2 separate regions of the Mus musculus genome follow, and region 2 is linked to region 1. Evidence: chromatin contacts called from public promoter capture Hi-C data. All regions are on one chromosome and are shown on one strand. The core of a region is the stretch at or near the end of the contact, and the rest is flanking DNA. Distances in the headings are between cores, read along the strand shown.

Region 1 (6,790 bases), core at 2,113-4,612:
ATTGACAGACAGCTGGGATGCAATGGATTGACTAATGGCTGCATGGATGGAAATTACCAGTAGCCCCATGCATCCATTTAGAACATTAAAGGGGAGAGTGTTTCCATAAAGATGGAGGAAGGGCAGAGAGACAGATGTACACTACTTACCCCTCTTAGAGTACTTGGGAGGTTTTGCTTGGTGGCTGTGAGGAGTTAATGATTGACGATGAGCTATGGTGATAGTGAATAATAGATGCTAACCTCCTTCACCTAAGCATGAAATCTCTATTTCTAGGCTCTTCACTCTCTCTCCCGGTCAGTCCTAATGGCTCCATTGGTCATCTCTCTGAACACAGGCACCCTTTGCATGTGGGCCCATACTGCTTCCTGCTTCATATCTCTCCCATGCATGTGTGGTTTCACATCACACAAGTGGAATTCATAATCTCCACTGCAGTCCTGGGCTTCTCCAGGGCTCCTCTCCTATCGCTTTGTGCCACCTGCCCCAGCCAGCTAAAGACCCAGCACAGCACTTTGACGGTTTCTTTCCTTTTCTGTGTCTAACCTACCAGCCCTTTCCGTTTCAGGACATTTAAACAGCTTCCACTTCTTCCACTATGAAAACTGCCACTCAGTTTTAGAGTCATGTAACACCTCTACATGAATCTATATGTGGCTATTTAATCCCCTCTCCAGCTCACAGCTTGGATTACCTTCCTTAACTGATTAAACTTGCTCATTGGTAGTTTAATGTAAGTACTTAGGGCACTCTCCTTACTGTCACTCCGTCCCTGTCATTCTTCTGCCTCCCCATAGCACCTTGTCTTCCCCATAGCACCCCGTCTTTGTCTTGTTTGTGATCTGTTATCTGTTGTTGTTTTGTTTCAGGACAGGGTTTCCTCTGTGCCCTGATTGTCCTGGAACTTGCTCTTGTAGCTAGGGCTGGCCTTGAATTCATAGATCTGCCTGCCTCTGCCTCCTGAGTGATGGGATCAAAGGTATGAGCCAGCCCAACTTGGCTTGTGACCCATTGATTTTAACCAGGACTGTCTGTGTGGCAATGAGTTTAGAGCTGTGCCTTAGAGCCTGGTGGGCAACCATTTGTTGCACAACTGAATCCATCTGTAGCTAAGTTGTCAGGGACAGCTAGGAGAGGATGATCTTTTTAAAAACCCAAAGATCTGACGACCTCATCGACCTGTCTAATCTACTCCAATGATTTATGACACTTTTAACCTGATACACAATTTACAAGGCTCAGTATAGTCTTGTTTCTCCCACCCCAGCTCATTCTTCACACTGTTCCTTCCTTCACCCTGGAGGCTAACCACAGTGGGTGTTTCTCTGGTTCTTTTATAGGTGTCATTTTGCCCCCCCATCCCTCAAAGTCTTTCACACCCACTTCCTTCCCCATTTCATGTGAATAGGCCCTGTGCCTCCTGATCTCAGCTTAGACATAACTTCCCAGAAGACACTGCAGAGATCTCTCCAACAAGGTGGACTCCGCTTGCCGTATTTGCACATGGAAATACAGCCCCCGCCGGCAGAGCATGTGTCCTCGGCTGGAGTTGTCTGTTCGTGTCCCTGTGTGATTGTGTCTAATGTTGGTCTCCGTCATAGCCAGCCCTGTGACAAGCAAGACTGCCCCGTGCTTTTGCTACAGGCAGTGCTTGGCACACAGCAAGTATGCCATAAATATTTGTCAGGTGAGTGAGCGTGGACTCTGAAGAACACGCTTTGTGTCTTATTAGCTGAAGTCAGAGCAATAAAGTCCTGTTCCTCTGGTCGAGCCACCAGGACTTGGGCATAATGTGGTCATAGGAAACTCTCCAAGACAAAGCTATCCATGATCACCTAACCAGGAGTTAAAGCAAACTTCTGGGTGTTTCAGCTACATCCTCATCATGACCATTTAATCAGGAATTAAAGTCGAAATGCTAGATTGTTTTTTATTTATTTATTTTTTAAATTTATAGTATTGACCTCTTCGGTCTGAACTGTAAACTTTACCTGCAGCTTAGGTGTTTGATCCTGCCTCTGGGCTCTTCCCAGCTGCTCTGCTCACAGCCTCCCCTCACCCCTTCCAGCCTGCCTCCTCAGCTGGAAATGATTGAGGGCCTCCTGCAAAGGTAGAGGAGGGCCCCAAAGAAGACTGGGAACTGGGCAGGCTGCTCTGAGGGAGGGAAGGAGGGTGGGAGGGAGGGAGGGAGGGAGGGAGCATAGCATGGGTTCAAGTCAGTGGACTGCCTGGGGGTGTTTAGAGACTACTGCCTCCAATTCCGTCTTTTCAGACAAACCAGCTTTGGAAATCAGGGCTTGCTTATTGATCAGGTCAAGAAGCTATTATAAGATGTAGTCTGTTGCCTGTGAGGATGTTAATTCATCAGATTTAAACTAGATACCTTAGTGGGGCATAGTTACTCCTCTCTTCTTTAACTGGGATGGGATTGACTGGTCAGAGGGCTAGAATTCCAGTCCTCTGCTTTCTCTATCTTTCTGATTCTTGAATCCTAAACTCTGTTTACCAGATAGGGAGACCACTTCAGTGAACAAGAGGGAGTTCCCATCTTGTCCCATAAACACCTTAACACCCTCCCCTCCCCTCCCCCCTCTTTCCCTCCCTCCCTCCTCCCCCCCCTTTTTTCCTCTCAAGACAGGGTTTCTCTATATAGCCCCAACTGTCCTGGAACTCATGTAGACCAGGCTGGGCCCTTGAACTCACAGAGATCAACCTGTCTCTGCACACACACACACACACACACACACACACACACACCTCACCCCCCACCCTACCCCCAGCGCTGGGATTAAAGGCAGCACTAACCCAATGCCCCATAAACTTACATTTCGGAGCCTTTAAACTGCCCTTCCATAAGTTAATTTAGTTATTTCTGGAGCCCTTCAGAAAGACTCCAGCAGTCCCATGAACTCCCCGAGGCACTACTAGAGCCAGCCTAGTCTCTTTCCCTTACACTCTCCAGTTTGGAAGAAAACCTTCAGGAGAGAATGTTCACAGTGAAGGTGTCTATACCTGATTGAACTATTCTAAATTACACCCAAACTGCCCACTTCCGAATAGGAGAAAACAAATCATCAGAAGGCTGAAGTTGTGTAACAGGTAAATCTCTTCTGGACCAAGGCCCATCTCTGGTTTGGCAACCCAACCAACGTAGCATCTCTTTTCTCATCTCCTGGAAAAAAAAAAAAAAAAGAAAGAAAGCCAACAGAGAAAAAGTAGCCAGAGAACAGAGAATAAAGGTAATGATTAATCTGTCAAGTACAAAAAGAGTCATTTTGAGGATTTGGAATTATAACTCATTAATGCAAACAAATAGCAATGAGCTGGGAGGGAGGGAGGGGCTGACAGCAGAGGCAGACAAGGATTAAGTCACAGTTCCTAATTAGGACAGGCTCTCTGACACAGTCAGGTATCTCTTTAGTCGCCTCCAGAGATCCGTGCAGAGCTAAGTGAGCTTGGTTTTTTTAAAATTCTTTTTTGTTTGGTTTGGTTTTCATGTGGTAGTGAAGGCAGGAAACTGAGCGAGCAGACCTTGGTGGAAAGCTTACCTCTGGCAGAAACCCCAAGATGCCTTCTGAGAAGGACCGAGCCAAGAAGAACCTCGTGCAGAGGCTGGCCCTGAAGAGCTGTCTGGCTAAGGAGACACTCTCTGAGTTCCTGGGCACCTTTATAATGATTGTGAGTATTGCTCGATTTCCATTTTCCCAGTTCAGACCTAACCCCGCCTTCCTGGCTGCCAGGCGTCTGGAGCAGGGCGTTTGTTTTTTTGTTTTCCCTGATTATCAGTTCCAGTCCCTTCTAGGAGGCAGCAAGTCACTTTCTAGGTTACTTGACTATTTGGTGACCATTAAGAGCTTCGTTCGCTCTTAACGTGTAGCCAAGACAGTTGATAGGAGTGGAGAAGGGGGAAGGGGAGTACTTCTTCATTTTAAAATGTCTCAAAGTGGCTTTTATGATGAAAGAGTTGCTAGACATTGCTTCCCATTTGGTGACTGAGTCATCTGAAACAAACATTAATGGTCAATAGATAGCGTGGAACAGGCTGCCAAGAGAGGTGCCTGGCAGTTTTGTTTGTTTGTTTGTTTGTTTATTTATTTATTTATTTATTTGTGTGTGTGCACGAATGCACACAAGTGCATCTGAAAATGGCCTGGCAGTTTTATTTATTTGTTTGTTTGTTTGTTTATTTATTTATTTATGTGTGTGCACCAATGCACACAAGTGCATCTGAAAATGGCCTGCTGGAGTCAGCTCTCCTTCCACCATCCTTCCACCATGTGGACTCTAGGGATGGAGCTCAGGTCATCAGGCCCGGCAACAGGGACTTTTATCTCGTGAGTCATCTCACCGGACCTACTTAGTAAATCAGAACTTGGGGTTAGTATGGTGTGTGTGTGTGTGTGTGTGTGTGTGTGTGTAGCCTTGTGTTGGTTTCATATAATTTCTCCCTTTTGATTGAACTTGACTTGAGCAAATCTCTCAAGGTCTTTAAATTGAACTTCATAGAGTTAAACATGGACAGGCCTAAGAATCTCAAAAAGAGATTGGCTCAGCTATGAAAACAAACAAAACAAAGAATAAAACAGAGACCAGAAACTATTGCTACTTTCTGAACTGGTGTGAGCCCTGGCCTCAGGCTTTTTTTAAAATGGGACAGCTATTTATTTCTATTTATCTATTTATTTATTTATTTATTTATTTATTTATTTATTTATTTATTTTGGTTTTTCGAGACAGGGTTTCTCTTTATAGCCCTGGCTGTCCTGGAACTCACTTTGTAGACCAGGCTGGCCTGGAACTCAGAAATCCGCCTGCCTCTGCCTCCCGAGTGCTGGGATTAAAGGTGTGTGCCACCACACCCGGCTTATTTAATTTTTTAGAAAACACACCTGCCAGAGAGAGAGACAGAGAGACAGGGAGACTCTTACTTCAGGTATAATTTCAGCTTCTCGTTCTCAAATATTTCTCTCTTTTATTTATATGAGTACACTGCTGCTGTCTTCAGACACACCAGAAGAATGCCTTGATCCCATTACAGATGGTTGTGAGCTACCATGTAGTAACTGGGAATTGAACTCAGGACCTCTAGCAGAGCAGTCAGTGTTCTTAACCGCTGAGCCATCTCTCCAGCCCAGCTTCTCAAGATTCTAGAGGACTGTCTTTAAGTGTGCATGTTATCCTTGGCTTTGGATCATTGAGAAGGAAAGGGGCAGGATGTGTAGGCTGAGTCAGGACTGGAGGGTTCTTTTCCTTCTTTCTTTTCGCTGTCCGGAAGCTCCTTATTTTTCTCACCATGGTCAGGGTCAGGACTTAGGTCTGGGTGGTTAGAAGAAAAGGGAGGGGGAAGCCCCCAAGTTATCTTTCCAGTGAGAGCTTCCTGGAAGATTGCCCCAGCCAGATGTGGAGATGCTTGGGAGTGTTCTCGTTGTTAAATTAGGGTCTCATTACTTAGCTCCCGTTGGCCTAGAATTCACTTTACAGACCAGGCTGGCTTCAAACTCAAAGAGATCCACATGCTTCCGCTTCCAGGATGCTAGGATTAAAAGCGTGCATCTCCACACCCAGCCTGGCTCACTGTTGATGTTTGAAAATCTGACCTTCAGAAGGAGTTGCCAGCACAGTCTGATTTGAGCCTGAAATGACTTAAGCAGAGAATTGAAGCAGAGCCTGAATCACCTCTCAGTGCAGAAAACAAAGGGGAGGGCTGCTCAACTTCCTTTTCTACAACCGAAAAAGTTTTAAAGCCCTTCCCTCTTTCTTAATCAGTTTCATGCCGGGCGTAGTGGCGCACGCCTTTAATCCTAGCGCTTGGGAGGCAGAGGCAGGCAGATTTCTGAGTTCAAGGCCAGCCTGGTCTACAAAGTGAGTTCCAGGACAGCCAGGGCTGTACAGAGAAACCCTGTCTCAGAAAAACCAAAAAAAAAAAAAAAAAAAAAAAAGACTCAAGAATCAGTTTCATAATCCCATTGCACATTAAGACGATGAAAACTGCTTCTAGCCATTCACCCTTGAGATCATGAAGTCCTGAGCCATCTCCCTCTTGCTCCTATCATTCTGCTTCCTTCCCTAAGGCTGGCTCCAGAGACTTGAGGTCGCCTTTTCCAAGGCTAGAAATTCTCAATCTCCACCCTCCCCTGCCCCTTTCAAGCTTGCTGTAAAACAATTTCCTGGAACCAGCCCGTGTGATAATAGGTCATAAGACCCTCGATAATAGGTCATAAGACCCTCATTTCAGAAAGGCCCATCCTCATGGCCTGGAAGAAGGAATGTCATTGCCAAGAGGGACAGAGAAGAATCTCGAAAGACAAGCTTGCTGACTTCCCACTCAGTGAGTTTTATTAACTTGTTTTGTGTACATGGTATTTAGACACTTTCCCTCTGAGCTATGCCCTCTAGCCCTAACCTAGTTATATGGCCTTGAACAATGTTCTGACCTTCACCTGACCTTCATGCTTCAGCCTTGTCTTTGTAGTAAAAAGTCTCCATATAAAGTTGAAAAGACAGCCAAACAGGCAGAGGGTCCTAGAGGGTGGATGTAGACCCTGCATGTCTCCTCTTATTCCTCAATCTTCTCTTCCTTTGTACGCCTCACGGAATCCTTTAGAATAAACCTGTGAACTCAGGGCTCCCTCGAGTTCTGTGAAATGCACAAGTTGACCAATGGAAACCCAAGGAGAGAGTTGTAGGAATTTCAAGTCAGAATCGATCAGTCAGGAGTACAGTTCAAACAACCTGGAGTTTACAGAAGGTATCTGCAGTGGGGGAAGGTCACTCTGAGGCCTCAGTGCTC
Region 2 (6,790 bases), core at 2,267-4,766, 1.3 Mb before region 1:
AAGCTATAATGTGTATATTTCCTAGGTCTGTTCACCAAAAGGTCCCAGAGGTATGATAATCTGGAACTAGTGATCACTCTGACTTTGGCATAACTGGTGTGGCACAAGGCCTGCTGAAACAAGCCCTGTGTGATGAGCAAGCCAGCAAGCCCCAGGAGCTGCAGGGAAGCCCACAAGCTGAAAAGCCAACCACATCACTCTATTCCGAGTCTTACATCTGAGACCCAGTAGATGAAATGCTGTACTTCCTGTCCAAACTAACAAGAGTGAGCTTAGGACACAGGAAGAGACAGTGTTACAATCAGAGTCCAAGGCAAAAAACAAAAAATCAAAAGCCCTGAAGCAGATATCTCCTCTTGAAGGGGTCTGGTCGGAAGAATTGGCTGTTTTGGTAACTCTCAGCCTCTTTGTTCTACCAAGCTTTCAACTGGCAGAATGAGGTCCTCCCTCATGCGGAGGGTAAACTGCTCACTCAGCCTGACTTGGTGTCACTCTTATCTGAAAACACCCAGAAAAGGTTAGCTCAGGGCCCGATCAAGCCAACAGAAGGCAAGAAAGTTATCAAAGATCAGAGGCTGTTTTGTCAAAAGAGCACAGAAGCAGCACAGGAGGACCCACTGGCCAAGGACAGAATGATTGGAGGATCAAAGAAATACCAGGCCCCTGATAAGATGGCTGGGGGAGGGGGGAGGTTTCGAGGCGGGGAAGGGAGGGGAGGGTGGAGGCAAGTGTGCCCAAGACTTGGACTCAATCCCCAGGACCAGCATGATAGGAGGAGGAAATGGGACCCCTGCTAATGGTCCTCTTCCCCACTACACAAGGGTGGGGGGGGGGAAGAGAGGGGGGAGGAGGAATTACTTTCTTAACTTGTCCTCAAGACAGTAAATAACAGAGGCTAGGGCTGTAGCTTAGTGGTAGAGTGCTTGCCTTTGCGTGCATGACGTCCTAGGTTCAATCCCCAGTACTGTCAGGGAAAAAACTGCAATTATACATGAATTCTTGAGTTCTGATCTCATAAAGATATTTCATGATCTGTTTTAAAAAATACTTATTTTAATGTGTATTGGTGTTATTCCTGCATTTGTGTATATGCACCATGTGTGTGCCTAGTGCCCACAGAGACCAGAAGAGGGTGTGGTAACCCCTGGAAAGAGAGTTACAGACAGCCCCGTGGGTGCTGAGAACTGTACCTGGGTCCTCTGCAAAAGTAACAAGTGCTATTAACTGATGAGCCATTGCTCCCGCCCCATAAAGATATTTAAAAAAAAAAAAAGACATATTTTTAAAGAGAAAATAAAAAATCAAAGAGGACAAAACTTTAAAATAATCCCAACATATGCAGAAACAAGTTCATTAAAAAAGTCACTATTTCCTCCCCAGTATAAGATGAACTGCAATCTAATCAAGTCTTCCTGGCTAACTGCCTTTTGAGACTATGGGAAAGATAAAGGCACACACCAAAGAAACCAGACAGATATAAAACCACACGCATCTAGAAGATAACAGGCCTGATATCTTCATTAGGTTAAACACAGGAAGTTAATAAAGGATGCATCGATGAAGTTCATATTAACAAAACATTGGCCATAAAAACTATATACGCTGTATGAACCTTGCCTGGTCCTGATTAAAAGAAGCCAACGCTAAGGACAGATTTCAGCATAGTACAGAATTTTGCTTAGAGGCATCTATCATGAGAAGATGACATCAGAACAACACTCGAAAGAAAACATCCCCACTTCATCAGATAGACCAATGGTTGCTAGGCAGAGTTAGGGTATATGGGAGTTTCCTTAAAGACATAATAAGAATAAAAAGATGGGAGGCCAGGGTTTTCCTGTTCAGAATTAAAGGGTCAGGTCTATGCTACTGGAACTTAGGACAGAAGGAAGCCGACACACTTTTAAGCCTTTCTTTTGCTATTTCCAGATCCACCCTCAAAATCCTGGACATAACCGCACGCTAGTGCTCAAAACACAACAAAACAGGGGACGTTCTTTTCACACTTAGGAGAAAATTCACTTGTCTCACTTCCTGTCTGTTTCCTCTTCTACTGCAATCTCCTAAAAAATATTTAGAAATACTCATGATAGATTTAGCCAGCAGAGCAGGATGTAAACACACGCATTCAATAACTGAATTCTTCAAAAATTAAAAATATGAGTAAGTGTACATCTCACACATATGTCCATCTCCTACCACTTTAATAGTGTCTATGTTTAACGTCATGAATTTTTAGAAAGGAAGGAATTTCTTAAATTTCTTATTAGAAATGTAGAGAAGGCAACACGGTTGCACTCACATAAACAAAACTGTGATGTTAACAATTACGGATTTCATGCTTATGTTTAAAAACAAAAATGGATATTCTTGCCAAATGCTATTCTAAAGTCTTTCGATTTGCTCGTTGTTAAAAGCATGCAAACTGACCAACTGACACCACGTTCTTCAGCTAAAATAACCAGGACTCCAAAGGATTCAGTCAGTTCCCAGCTCTCTGTATTTCCTCAACTCCAGGCAGGGCTGACAGCCATCTTTCACCTTTTCCAAGGAAAGAAAACTAACAAGGACATTGCAACTTACTTTTTGGATGGCTTCTTCCATGTCGAGCTCAAACTGCTCATTCTGCAGCACTCTGAGGAACCTCTGGCGTTCCACCTTCTCGTCGTTTTCATTTTGCACCACTTGGTTCTTGGCTTGCCTCTCTAACTTATTCATGACTTGTATGTTCAATGATTTGCGGAATTTTTCATCTACTAACTTCTGATGCTTTTCACTAAAGCTCAAAGCTCTCTTTTTGGTCGCCTACAAGTGCGAGGGGGAAAGGGAAATACACAGAATTCAATATTCTTCTTTCAAAAAGATACTGCTGAAAATCCCTATAATAAACACTATAAAATAGGTAACAGTATAAAAGGTCTTTGGCTTTAATTCAGGATATACTAATTAATATTTAAATATGATAATGTAAACTTAACGGCGTACTGATTGAGTACTACTAATAGTCCCTGTTTTGTAGTGGAAGCAGGAAAAGTTAAATTAAAATTCAACAGCGTCAGTGAGTGCGATGCGGATGCTCTCCAGCTGCAGCTTTACCACCAGAGAGTTGCCTTTCCCCCCACCCACAACAGAGCAGATTTAAAGATGTATCTATTTCGATGAGAGGGGGAAAGGTGCAGAAATGCCTGGAGTGTTCCTGGAAAAAAAAAAAAAAAAAAACCCAGAACCTTCTAGTAAGCAAATCGAAGTTTCTCACTGACCTCTCGGATTACGCACTTCAAATTGTATTTCAGAGAGCTCAAGACTACAAATAAACAGTTTGAAAGTCCCTGACCGACCCTTCCCCCGGCCTCCGAGCTGCTTACCATCTCGGTTGGCTTTAAACCTCCTCCTCCGGCAGGATGGGTCTCTGCCTCAGTTGCAAACGCGTCTTCCGGAGCAGCAGCCACGGCAGCGGATACCTGTGCACGCTGGGTTAAGTTTAAGCTGTGTCCCGGCAACCGCCAAAAATGCACCGCCCGCCCAAGAGGGACGCGGCCTCCCATTGGCTGGCACAATATCCAATCAGCACGGAGAGTCTTCGTTGCCAGGCAGGAGCGCTCCTTCCATAGGACCAAGCCAAAAGCGCGAAGTTCGGACGCTTTGCCCTAGCGGGAGCCGTTTACATCCGAAGGGAGCTAATCTCTGCGGTCTGGAGCCCAGCTAAAGCCCCAAGGAACCCCAATAAGCTCGGACTTGTCACTGCAGTGGACTGAGGGATGGTGCCCCTCTACCATCCTCAGTCGGTAGCAAGTTGCCTAACGTGGGTGCTGGGCCCTCCAAAAGAGCAGCAGGGCCCCCTACCGAGCCATTGCTCCATCCCTGATACACTCATTTTAGAGATGAAATATTTTGAGAACTTAGAGACACGGACGAGACCTATTTACTTACCTGGAACAGAAGCCACTGGATCGCTAGCGGAGTGTGAGACTGGAGAGCACGTGAAAACGGAACGGAACAGGTGTGGATGCATACTTGCAATCCCAGTGCTCTCTAAGGCCAGGACCACGTGCCGAGGGATGGCACCACCCACTGTGGTCTAGACCCCCCCCCCCATATTCATTAGTAACAATAATGATAATAGTCACCGCACGCCTTTAATCCCAGCACTTGGCAGGCAGATTTCTGAGATCGAGGCCAGCCTGGTCTACAGAGCCAGGACAGCCAGGTCTATACAGAGAAACTCTGTCTCAAAAAAAACAAAAAACCAAAAATAAATCATATATGAAACTGACTGTGGGGCAAAGCATATAATGCAAAGCATTCTTGGACTTAGGATGCAGCTAACAATCCCTTGGAACTCTACTAAGAATGTGGTTTGTGTAACTTTAAATTTTAGCTAATACATTAAAACCAAAAATTGTGTCTTGTGGAATATCATGGAACATCCTGGTGCATTGTATAATATTTAAATCAGTAAACATCAAAATATTTCTTTAGGGTTAAACAATCTTTTCCTCTGTGTGGTTTTTTTTTGTAATGTACAGCATATTACCATCCTACACCCCCACCTGGCTGTGCACCCCTGTACTTCTGACTATATTTTGCTAACTGCAGTCTAGCCCTTCGCCATTTCCCCCTGCCCTAGCCCCTGTCATCACCAATCTGCTTACAGTTTCTGTGAAATCAACATTGTTAAAGACTCTACGTGTTTTCACAATCATACTTTATCTTTTTTTCTTAAGAACTTTTTGAGATTTAACTTTACGTAAATAAAGTGTCTATGCGCCATTATGTGCCTGATGCCCACAAAGACCAGAAGATGTTATCAGCTCCCCTAGAACTGGAGTTAGAAATTCCTGGAGGTAGGTTACTGGAGCTGTCATGTGGGTGCTGGTTCCCAAACTCCGGGTAATCTGCAGGAATAGGCGGCGCTCCAAACCGTTGAGCCATCTCCCCAGCCCCACTCTGGCAGAGCAATATCTGTAGCACCATTATTATTTCAGCTGATCTCTCCAGTTCCATCCACACTGTCAGAAATGGTAAGACTTTGTTTTTCCCTGTGGTTGAATCTTATTCTTCTGTCCATTTATTCACTGATGGACACAGGATATAACCAGGACTTGACTACTGTAAATGGAGCTGCAACTAACGTGTGCATTCAGAGGCCTTCCGCATGCGGATTCCATATCCTGTGGATATATAGATTACGGTGGGGGGGGAGGAGGCAGTAGTTCTATTTTAACTCTGGGGGACCTTAGTCTAGTATTCTATAATGGCCACACTTATTCACATTCCACCAACAGCATACATGTGTTCCCTTTTCTCAGTACTCCCAACAATGTTTTTTATTTTTAATATTTTTGAAAACTATTCTTGCTGGGGTGAAGTGATATCTACTCATTGCAGGTTTGGCTTTTGTGTCCTGGATCATTATTCATTAGTGATGTTGAAAGGGATACATTTTAACGGTGGCCTCTTTTATTGTTTGTTTTTCATTTTATTCATATTATCTTTTATTATTTATTGTTGTTAGAAGTGACTGCTTAGGCCCATTGCCATTTTTTGTTTTGTTTTGTTTTTCGAGACAGGGTTTCTCTGTATAGCTCTGGCTGTCCTGGAACTCACTTTGTAGACTAGGCTGGCCTCTAACTCAGAAATCCGCCTCCCTCTGCCTCCTGAGTGCTGGGATTAAAGGTGTGTGCCACCATGCCCAGCTCCATTGCCTATTTTTAAATCAGGTTTTGTATATATGCTATTGATTTTTGAAGTTCTGTATAATCCAAGTTTGGTCTCTGTTGCTGTGATAAAAACACTCTGACTAAAAGCAAGTTGAGGAAGTAAAGGAGTGTTTGGCTTACTGGTTATAGTCAGTCCTGTTGGAAAGCCAAGGCTGGAACTCACAGGGCAGAACTTGAGGCGGGGACTGAAGCAGTGACCAAGGAGGACCGCTACTGGCTGCCTTACTGACTTTTTCTCTATACCCCAGGCCCACCTACTAGGGATGGTCTACAGACAGGCCAATGTGATAGACACAACTCCTCAGTAGAGACTCCCTTATCCGAAGTGGCTCTAGTTTGTCCAAGGTGAAAAAAAAAAAAGACAAAAACAAACAAACAAAAAACCCAAAACAGACACACATCTAGTTCTCAACGTCTTGTCAGATGCGTAATTTGAACATTGTTCCCCCCAAAGGGCACTGTTTTACAGGCTATATCTATATTCTGATTCCGTTAATAAAGTGGTTCTTAGCCAATGGCTTGACCTCTAAGACCACTGGAAAACACAGATACTTACAATTCATCAGTAGCAAAATTACAGTTATGAAACAGCAACCAAAACTATTTTATGGTCGGGGGTCACCACAGCATGAGGAAGTGTATTCAAGGGCCCCAGCATCAGGAAGGTTGAGAATCGCCGCATTAGTTCTTCCTCTGCTGGCTGTTTGTCTGCTTTTGCTTTGGTTTCCTGTGTAAACGGGCGATCGTGTAGTATTTGCCCCTCCCCAACCAAAAGCCTTGCTCCTTCCCACATTTTAAAACATTTCTTAATTTTGTGTCTAGTACCATCTCGATTTCAGGCACATCTGGATCTCTAGCCCAGTTTCAGTTGATATTCAAGCTGGTGGGTGACTGCAGTCTAACCATGATCTTCTGCACATGGACTTCGGGTTTCCCGCAGCCCCTCCTGAAAAGACCGTCCTTCCCCCAGCGGGTGTTCAGGGTTCCCGGGTTGGACAGCAGGGGTCTGCAGATGGCGAATATACTTCTGGCTTTCTGTTCTGTCGCATTGGTCTGTAGGGCTGTGTCGA

Evidence for each region. Promoter capture Hi-C pulls out the DNA fragments that hold promoters and counts their contacts.
Region 2: a promoter capture Hi-C map of erythroid cells shows a contact between it and region 1, with 262 times the contacts expected there. The contact joins the promoter of Mns1 here to the promoter of Aqp9 in region 1. A contact is called at or near these places in 2 of 39 promoter capture datasets (erythroid cells and hippocampal neurons).

Annotation. Positions count from the first base shown.
Region 1 is chr9:71,159,861-71,166,650 of GRCm38.p6, reverse strand. Aqp9 (aquaporin 9) reads left to right here and starts at 3,362. Exons shown (of 6, transcript NM_022026.3): 1 at 3,362-3,678. The coding sequence starts at 3,568.
Region 2 is chr9:72,435,255-72,442,044 of GRCm38.p6, reverse strand. It overlaps Mns1 (meiosis-specific nuclear structural protein 1), which reads right to left and starts at 3,516. Exons shown (of 10, transcript NM_008613.3): 1 at 3,366-3,516; 2 at 2,584-2,805. The coding sequence starts at 3,368.